Regions from separate parts of the Zea mays genome. Here region 1 is linked to region 2. The links are chromatin contacts, called in public Hi-C maps. All regions are on one chromosome and are shown on one strand. The core of a region is the stretch at or near the end of the contact, and the rest is flanking DNA. Distances in the headings are between cores, read along the strand shown. Region 1 holds the start of LOC103643788 (CCR4-NOT transcription complex subunit 3). Region 2 holds the start of LOC103643787 (cationic amino acid transporter 2, vacuolar).

Region 1 (4,761 bases), core at 1,511-4,010, 160 kb before region 2:
CTACAAATAATATATAGTATTTTTATTGACAAGAGGCTGAAGGGACAAAAACCATGTCATCAGAAACGAATTAAAGACCAAAGATATTCTATGAAAACCTAAGAGCACAAGTAGCAATTCAGGATTCCAACATACCACATTATTAAGCCAGTCTCTTGTTTCAGCTTTGGCCTTTTCTTTGGGATCCTGCACCAAATAAGAAATAATTATTAGTCCAGAAACAGGCATAATGAGGTCCACAACAGCTCAAGATAAATAGTACTACACACCCTGAGTTATTGGTGTCTAATTCATGTTAGTCCAAATTGCATCAATGAACCATTGCATCTCAATGCAATGTTGAATACTAAGCTCAGACTTTTTTATCCTAATCAAGTTTAACTACTCCATGAAAGATCGTACATCTAAGAAACATACTCTTACAAGGGCAGACCCAGTGCCGGAGGCAAGCCTTCATCCCGCAAATGCAGAGAGGCTGCTTCGAACCCGCGAACTCAGTGAGAAGCTCTCACTACTACACCAGGCCTACCCTTCAAACATACTCTTACAAGGCTAAAAGAAAAATAGCAAAAAATAATTTTGAAACAGTGACCTCGTTCTTAGAACAGGGATGTTATATAAACAACTCGAAACATGTACATGAAGCCAGGAAAGTACGGTAGCACAAACAAAAAAGTCCAAGTGCTTACTGTTTTTGGTTGCTGACCTAACCCTTCTTTTGAGAAGGCCTTAGTTTTTGTTTCCTTCTCACATACTTTAAATCGTTCCATCTCTCGTTCAATCTGCTTTCGGGCATCCATCAGAGCCTGCTCATAAGAGGCACTAACCTATGTCAACATATATCACAATCAATTAAAACCAGAACAGTAAGGTACGTAAACTTAAAAGTTATCTGCATTTGGCAAGCTAATAATATATCAGATAAATAAAAGCATTACTACAGCAAGAAAAGCCACTGAGATATGCAAACAACTATTGTCAATATTTTTTAGGAATCATACCACAAAACTTCAGCAACATAGAACATTTTTATTCGGGTCACCAGTAATATATACTTCACATTGATATTTTGGATGGTTAAAATAAAATACAAGTACCAATCGCAACAAGAGGCAAACAACTCTAAAAGATTGCAGCTGCCAGGATTCGAATCATGGTCTCTAGGAAGAGAGCACTCGCCTCTAACCACTGCAGCTCGTGTTGGTTTGTGTTGTACAAAGAAAGCATATATCATACATAGAAACCGCAAGTTCTTCATATATATCAGCAGCAATACTTCATAAACTTCGCTAAAAAATAATGATTCACTATCACTCTTATGTTCTTTAAATAAATGCGCCTATCTGCAAACTCAATTCAGGCACAGGCATGCTTTCCGAATTTCAATAAGAATGCAATGCAATGAAGTCTAGCTCATCAAACGAATTCTAAATAGACCAGCTAGCCTAGCCTGAAGGAGCATATCACATCCATTTTTTTTTGTTATAAACTACCCAGATGGACTATTCTTGCCAAATACAACAGATAAAGGCAAATGCATAGTGCATTAAACATTAGATATCAAAATATCCCAGGCACATAGAAAAAATGGACTGAGTGGACTTGAAGAGCAATCTCAAAGCCACATTGCTAAGTCTCATCTACTTTCACAAATTAAACTGCCCAAAGAGGTACTACATATTGCATCCCAACAACTTTGCATTGCAAGTGGCATCTAGTGGTGGGAACAATGTAGCCCATGGAATGCAGATGATCTTGGTGATGGAAAAGCATGCTAAAAACAAAATCCAAATGCTCAGCATGTTAACAGAGCCGTCTAGCATCGTTATTGCAGGAGAATCTAGATATCGGAATAGCTAGCAACACCAAAAAAAGAGCAAAAGAATGAGCCGCAGTATTAACAGTAACATCAAAAACCTCTGAACCCCTTACCCAGAGAGGATACATTCATACATATGAAACTGACAACATCACCAGTTATGCCTACACTGTATCACTCGAATCATCACCAAATGACAGAACCATTCTCCAGCCAAGGTCCCTGCCCACTGATCACCACCAGTGTCACACCACACACACAACATAACTTGTTCAAGACGGCCTTCTACCGAGCACTCAACTAAAGAGGACAGCATAATGACACATTGATCACAGCACAAAGTCAGCAAACAGCAGCAGCATTGCATCACAAACAATCATGTCCTTCCACGTGCAGGACATAAAGGCTTGCCAGGGGAGGGTAAAGGACTCGAAGTAATCCTCACCTTCTTGTCCTTGATCTCGCTAGACTGGATCCACGTCTTGATCTGGTCCCTGTAGCGCTGTAGCTTTTTGATCTCCTTCTTGAGGTCTGCCTCGAACTTCTCCTTCTGGTTCGCATTCTCGGTGTCGTAGACCTGCCCCCGAAACAAAAAAAACGTCAACAAAATTCGTGAGAGAAAAAAATCCGGCGGGTTCAGGTAAACGGAGGGGAGGGGGGGGGGGGGGGGGGGGGGGGGGGGGGGGGGGATGCCTTGTTCCAGATGCTGTCGAAGACGTCGACGCCCTCCTGGACCTTCTTAAGGACGCGGTCGATCTCGCCCTGCAGCTTCCGGCTGGCGCCCATGGCTGCGACGTGGATGTCTCACGCTCAGGCGCGGCTAGGGTTTACGATTGGGGCGGCAGGGGGAGTGGTGGAGACTGGGGAGGGGAAACAGACGATGATTTGGACGGGTTTCGGTTTGAGAAAAATTGGCATTTTACCATTAAAAGAGTGTGTCTATATAGCATCTCAAAAAATGCCTTATAATTAAAAAATAAGTATATTTTATAGTATCAACAAAATATTAAAAGTGTTTGGAAGCAAAATATTTTTAAAATTTTGAGGTAAAACCATGATATTGGAAAATAATGTAACGCATTGTCCACTAACGGACCGGCGGTACTTATGCCTAGAGAGTCTATATCGTCCCTAAAGATCAACACAAGTCTTTTGTGTGCGCTTTGTCCTCACTCATGCACATCCGGGAAAACTTTCCGGTCGGTCATCCATCCTATGATTTCTCTAGGCCTAGCACGTTTAACTTGGAGGTTCTTTCGAAATAGGCTTCTGAAAAATACACCATATTGGTATGAGTACTCTAAAAATTCTATTAATTATTGAACCAGTATATCACCAACACAGGGCCTAGGATATCACAATCCACCCCATTAGAAAATCGACGTCCTCGTCGGTCAACACTAAGTTAGGAACCTTCCCTCTTGGTCATGTCTGTATGTGCAGTGTCGTCATATGGCATACCATGTGACCACTCTGGCCCCACATGTGACATGCGCCATATACCTGAACCCCTAGCCCACACACGCTCGTGAAACCGCGAGAGTCAGCTCTAATACCATTTGTAAAACCCCGTCTACTCCCGGACCGGTGGTACTTACTCCTGGTAGATCTCTAGGATTATATATCATCCCCAAAGACCAACACGAGTCTTTTATACGCACTTTGTCCTCGCTCATGTGCACCCGAGAAAACTTCTCGATCGATCACCAATTTCAAGATTTCTCTAGGTCAAGCACTCTTAACCCGGAGGTTCTTTTCAAGTTGTTGGTATGAGTACTATATTAATTCTATTAAGCCTTGGGCCAAAATATCACCATCCACTGTGGGCCAAGCTATCACAAATATCATAGTAGTTTTTGCCAAAAGGTGTTAGGCTACATTGTAAAAAAACTCTATTTTGAATATTATGGTTTTGTAGATACCATACTATTTTGAGTATTTGAAACTTCACCCCAACCCAAAAAATGTCTATGATTAGCCTTACACATGTATACTAAATAATACGGTGTGAAATACTTTGTCTTCAAACACGTATTACTAAGAGTGGTGTAAAAAATACTATGTGTCAGTGTTTTGGCCCGAGGATCCTACCAACTAGTAAAATGTTGTTGTGTGTCCTGATCCAGATGGGTGATGCAAGGTGACACAAGTCTTTATCCTGGTTCGGGCAAGAGAAGGTCCTACTTCCAGCAGAGGGGGACGAGACTTATATTTCATACACCTAAGTGCTTACAGTAGGGAGTACAAGCTGGTTGGGAGAGGGAAGGATCCCAAGTCCCTGAGGTTAGTTGAGGCAAGTGCCAATATCGCGGTGGAGGAGAAAACCGTGAAGTGTTCGCCCCTGCTGCTTGAAGCCCTGGACGTCCCTATTTATATCTTCAAGGAGGACCTCTAGGAGTGTCAGGGTTTGTTGTGTACATTGAGGAGGCGTGGCCGAGCCCCTGTAGCTGGTATTGAGAGCACCTAGAGGGGGGTGAATAGGTGATCCTATAATATTCAATAACTAATAGCCACAAAACTTGGTTAAGTGTTAGTATGGCTAAGTAGCGAGCTCTTGCGAACACAAGTATCACAGAAAAACAATCACAAAAGACACGCGAGTTTATCCCGTGGTTCGACAAGTATAACACTTGCCTACCTCCACGTTGTGGCGTCCCAATGGACGAGGGTTGCACTCAACCCCTTTCAAGTGATCCAATGATCAACTTGAATACCACGACTTTTCTTTGCTTATCTCTTTTCCCGTTCGCGAGGAATCTCCACAAGTTGGAGTCTCTCGCCCTTACAATAAAGATCACGGTGAAAGCACAAGAGTAAGGATGGGAAGCAACACACACAAATCCGCAGCAATATGCACGCACACAAGCCAAGACTTGAGCTCAAAATGAAGCACAACGAGTTCACTACAAGAACGGAGCTCAAATCACTAACACAGTCAATCA
Region 2 (4,947 bases), core at 1,033-3,532:
CATTAGGCTGTGACCAGCAGACTGTGCATATGGCTATACAAATCATTGTTTTGCACTGTCAAAAGTGGAGTTTGAAATAAGAGGTGAGATTGGTAAAACGGCTGGAGATAGCCTTATAGTTCTTCTGAAAAATGCCTTCAGATGCAGTTGGACCAACTGTTGTATTTTCGTATTGCCCAGAATGCCCCTACGTCCACCACTCTCTTTCTGTCACTGACGCATGGGCCCCACAGGGCACAAGTCATCTTCTCCCTTCTTGTTCTTCCCCGTCTTGAAGCAACCGCAGCCGGCGACTCCTGCAGGGACGCGGCAAGCAGCGTGGCCGGCGACGCTCGTGAGCTAGGGCAGTGGCAAGCACACGGCGGGTTGCGGCACGACCGAGCGTGAGGCCGCCGGCTCTCGCGAGCTGCGGCAGTAGCGAGCGCGCGGTGCGCTGCCGCAATAGCGAGAGCGACGGGCTGCGAGTCGACGAGCACGGCCTGCACGGGGCGGTGGCGCGTGAGCGTGACCGAGGCAAGCAGGCGAAGGATGGAGTCTGCTCGAACATGTGCCCACGTGGCCGGTGGCAGCTCTCCAGCTCGCCTGCGTGGCTGCACTGCATGGTGGGTGGTGGCAGCGTCGACGGCTGCTCGGCATAGAAGATGGAAAAGGAGGAAGAACATGACCTATGGGACCACACGTCATTGACAGGGAGAGAATTCGAAGGGTATTTTAAGTAATACGAAAATACAGTGGACTGTAGGCTGTCTCTATGCATATGGTTTTGCACTCTGACTGTAGTCGTATAGTGAATTTTAAAATAGAAAATGAAATAAGAGATGATAAGTTGCTCGAGACAGTTCAGGGTTTATCTTTACTAGGCTGCTACGTCCGAAACTAGATGATAAAGTACCAATTATGATGTTACATCTCCGAAAAAATAAATACAAATAATAATTTGTCAGATCAACACCAATAAAAAACTGGACAAGTTCAAGGAAACCAAGACCAATAAAAGCAGTTATACTATACAATACAGAAACAGAGCAAGTCGCTACCAATGCAGCCATCCAAATTACAGGAGAATAACAAATCAAAAATTTTTACTTGAATAGAGAGAGCGCAGGTCACAGTACGCAAATTTTGAAAGAAAGAATCAATGAAAACTTGCAGAGACAATTCATGACTTAAATAGTACTACTTCCATTCTCAAATATTTATATTTATCGTTCGTCGGTTTATTTTTAAACTAAAACGTGGTAAATAAAAAAGAACAGATGGCGTAGTAGTTTTAAAAATTTAGTATGTTTATACAATTCTTGATGCATATATTTTGTATATGTGTCTAAATTTATTATCATTCGTTTAAATATAGACATAAAAACCAAGAAAGTGAGAGGAGTACTATGAATCAATGCATATAATTTTAGCAGCTCCGTTGGTCCAGAAATTCAGCAGAATTACAGAGACTAACAAACTGTGCAAATTCTCTTCTACTATCTAGTAACTTATTCTGTCATAACAAGCGTTATAAAAATCTTTTTATGTCACCCCGATATAATTTCTTACTGTCAGTTGTGTGGAAAGGATACGAACATACTCCGTACAATTTACTCACTGGAGATATCATAAAGGGCAAAAAAAATACGTCCAGTTACGATATCGATAGTGAAGAAAATTATGGCACGTGAATTGCACCTGGCAAATTCCACGGCAAAGCCAGCGTGCTGACCAGAATTCGCTAAAACCCCGCAAAAACAACCAGCATCTGAAAACCACGAAAGCCCATACAGTACAAGAACACGAAACACAACGAGTTGGCACAGCACAGAATCACACCGAAGAAAAAACCGCACCGATGGCGACCAGCTCCGGCACGTTGAGCTCCTTGGCGAGCTGCGGCTGGCCCTCGGCGCGGATCCGGTCGGAGTCCACCTGCTTCCGCCGCATCAGGCTCCGGAACCCGCCGCCCCATCCCCTCCCGCCGCAGCCGCTGCTCCCCGCCTCCAATGCCATCAAGATCGCCGGCACGGCAGGACAGAGAACCGGCCTTTCTCGCGGGATTCGATCAGAGGGCGGATGAGGGCATCTGGTTCCGCGGATTACGCGGCGGCTGGACGGAGCGAAAGACAGAGAGGAGGAAGAGGAGAGTGAGAGGGGTGGATGGGGACGGCGAGCTCGCTCGGCCGGCGGCCGCAGCTTCCCCCTCTCGCTTTCTTGGCTCGAGGTTCCCTCTCGTCTGGTGTCGTATCTGTTGGAAAATTGCTCGCTCTGAGAACAGCGCACACTGGGAGAATTCTTTATAGTGGTACACGTGTATGTTGTTTTTACCTCTATCGAGCGCACACTGTGGATGTAAATAGAATGTTTTCGCCAAGATTCAGATGCGTTCAACTGTTCACCGAGAATCTTGTTTACATTTCTACAATTTTTATGCAGAAAAATAGAGCGGGGCGATAATATGTAAATATATAATTTCCAGTGGAGCGTGTAGAGCATGGCTAGGTGCCACAATTAAATTTAGCCACTCGAATTGAAAAAACTTATCTTAGTTTAAAAAAGTTAGATAAGTTGCGGTGACTTAAAACCAAACAAATAATATATAAAATAGTACGATGTTCGTGCGTTTCTGTGGCTGTCGACGGACGTGTCGGTATGTGGGTGTATACGTTGCCGCATTCCTGCGGCGAGGGGATGGGATCTGATGCAGGGTGTGGGCCAGGAAGATATAGGTGCAGCAACGTACCGACGATGAATGGGCGTGCTCATCATTGGTCGCGTCACTGTAAAGGAGGAGTAGGTGACAGCTAACCTTTCTTGAATTTGCCTCGCCCAGTGCTTGCATGCAAGGTGATCTTCCTGTTGGATGTGTCCTCTACAGCCGGTCATCAGAGATCGGATTGGGCTTAACCTAATTATCTATATGCTTAAACTAGACCCTTGATTGGAAGGATCCACGCTAATCTCGGTTGGAGCCCCCGGTCACACGACGCTATATAAAGGATTAAGGGGTCGCAGGAAAGCCAAACCTAGTATCTTGCCCTAAACCCTAATCCACATAGAGGCCCCGTTGCCTAAGTGTTAGAGTGACCGATGAACGAGAACCAATGATGGCTCGGATTTCGATGCCTATTGCTCCTTTGTAGGGCAATAGAGGTGACGCCGACGACAGTGACAACTCTCCACCATCACCTCGCCAGGACGCGTCAACACAATAACAACGAAGTATATTTCACTAATCCTTTCAGTAGAACAGATCTACTCGTCATCGATGATTTTAGTTACGGACTAGTATTCTAGGCTTAAGAATCGATCCTACGGCGAGCGCGAGGGGCTTCACCTGATCCTGGCGTCTTCTTCTATTCCGCTGGTTTGCGTTGATTGCATTTGGAGGGAAAGTCAAGATGAGGCTGAGGCTCCTAGCCTGCTGTTGCAATGATCTAGATATGTGGATTGATCCAGACACCGTCTACTCCATTCGCCCTAGCTGCTGCGGCGACGCCCCCAAGACGCGCTTCAAGCGCTGTTTATTTCTTTCTTTCTCCTTATCTTTTTTTTCTTGCGAGATAGGTATCACAGAGATCGGTCCATCCGCAGTTGAAGACGAAGAGGAAGTCGTTGACGGCGAGTAGGTAGCACAGGGACCCTCCCCGTACGCCCTATTAAGAGGCGTCACCTACACAGACGTCTCCATCTGATCTGAAAAATATTGTAACCTTCAAATAGTTTGACCGGTAGTCTTTTATATCCTGCAGATAAACCCGAATTTTTTGTATTTTAGCCCTTAAACAGAAGTAAATTTACGTTTAGACCTAAAAAAAATTTAAATGCAGTTTTGGACCCTTAGCTCGGCGCCATAGCTTGTGGCGCCGAGCTAACACAGCTCGGCGCCACAGCCTATGGCGCCGAGCTGTGACGTGGCCGCAACGGCTAGCTGCGTCCAGGGCTGACCTGGCGCTGACGTGGTGGCGGCGCGGCCTCGTAGCTCGGCGCCACAGATCTTGGCGCCGAGCTACGAATTCCTATAAAAACGCCCGCGCGGCTGGCCGAGAGCAGCTCATTTCATCCCATTTCCAAACTTCGTAAAAATTTCCTGGATTCAAAGATTTGAGTTGGTTCACTTCGTAGACCAAGGTATGATTTCGAACTGATTCGTTTTGTATATTAGTTTTTTAGTTTAATAATTTGTATACACCTATTATATTATCATTTCGATTATTAGTTTGTGTAAACTTATTATAAAGCATAATAGGTACAAGTGATAATTATAATCGTTTATTAGATGAAAGACATGTACCGAGAGGCGTTGTGGCAGAAGAGAGGTCGTCCTCGGGAGTTATATCCGGACGTATCTAGTAAGGATGCTCCTGTTCCTCCTGAACTCCCCGTGCCTAACTGTGACTGTGGCAGACTGGCTTGGGTACATCAATCACAACATCCAGACACGGCTGCTCGCTGCTACTACCTTTGTGGCACTTTGGACGTACGTAGCTTATGACTTATCACTTAATTTTGTTCGCATTCATTTTTTTGTAGATATGTAATAGTGCATCTTTCCATTATTTTAGGGACATCAGAAGTGTTTCTTTTTCCAGTGGATCGATGGTCCTGATAAATTTGACCCTCGATATCTTCTTTTCGTTAATTGGTTGAGTGGAAAGACCAGTCATGAGCGTTTTAAGTGTTGGGTACCTCCTCCCCCGAATCCTCCACCAATGACGGATGAGGAGAAGGAGGTAGCAACAGAAAGACGGATGGACTCACCGCCTCGATGCGATTGTGGAGACCGTGCTGTCATCGACGAAGACTATGACAAGCAGTTCTGTTGTCCGAACATTGATTATGTGAGCCCATTGATACGCTAAATGTATAAACTAGTTTTTATTTACAATAAATTACTAATTTTTTCTCTTGCAGCCATACGGGTGGCGTAAGTGTCGTTTCAGAGAGTGGTTGTATGGTCCTTTG

The links. A called contact is a pair of places that touch in the nucleus more often than the background predicts.
Region 1: a Hi-C map of tassel shows a contact between it and region 2, with 2.4 times the contacts expected there. The contact joins the promoter of LOC103643788 here to the promoter of LOC103643787 in region 2. A contact is called at or near these places in 2 of 25 Hi-C or Micro-C datasets (ear and tassel).

What each region holds. Positions count from the first base shown.
Region 1 is chr1:266,242,269-266,247,029 of Zm-B73-REFERENCE-NAM-5.0, reverse strand. LOC103643788 (CCR4-NOT transcription complex subunit 3) reads right to left here and starts at 2,760. Exons shown (of 16, transcript XM_020546859.1): 1 at 2,513-2,760; 2 at 2,265-2,396; 3 at 690-806; 4 at 136-186. The coding sequence starts at 2,605.
Region 2 is chr1:266,081,441-266,086,387 of Zm-B73-REFERENCE-NAM-5.0, reverse strand. LOC103643787 (cationic amino acid transporter 2, vacuolar) reads right to left here and starts at 2,282. Exons shown (of 14, transcript XM_008666951.3): 1 at 1,836-2,282. The coding sequence starts at 1,995.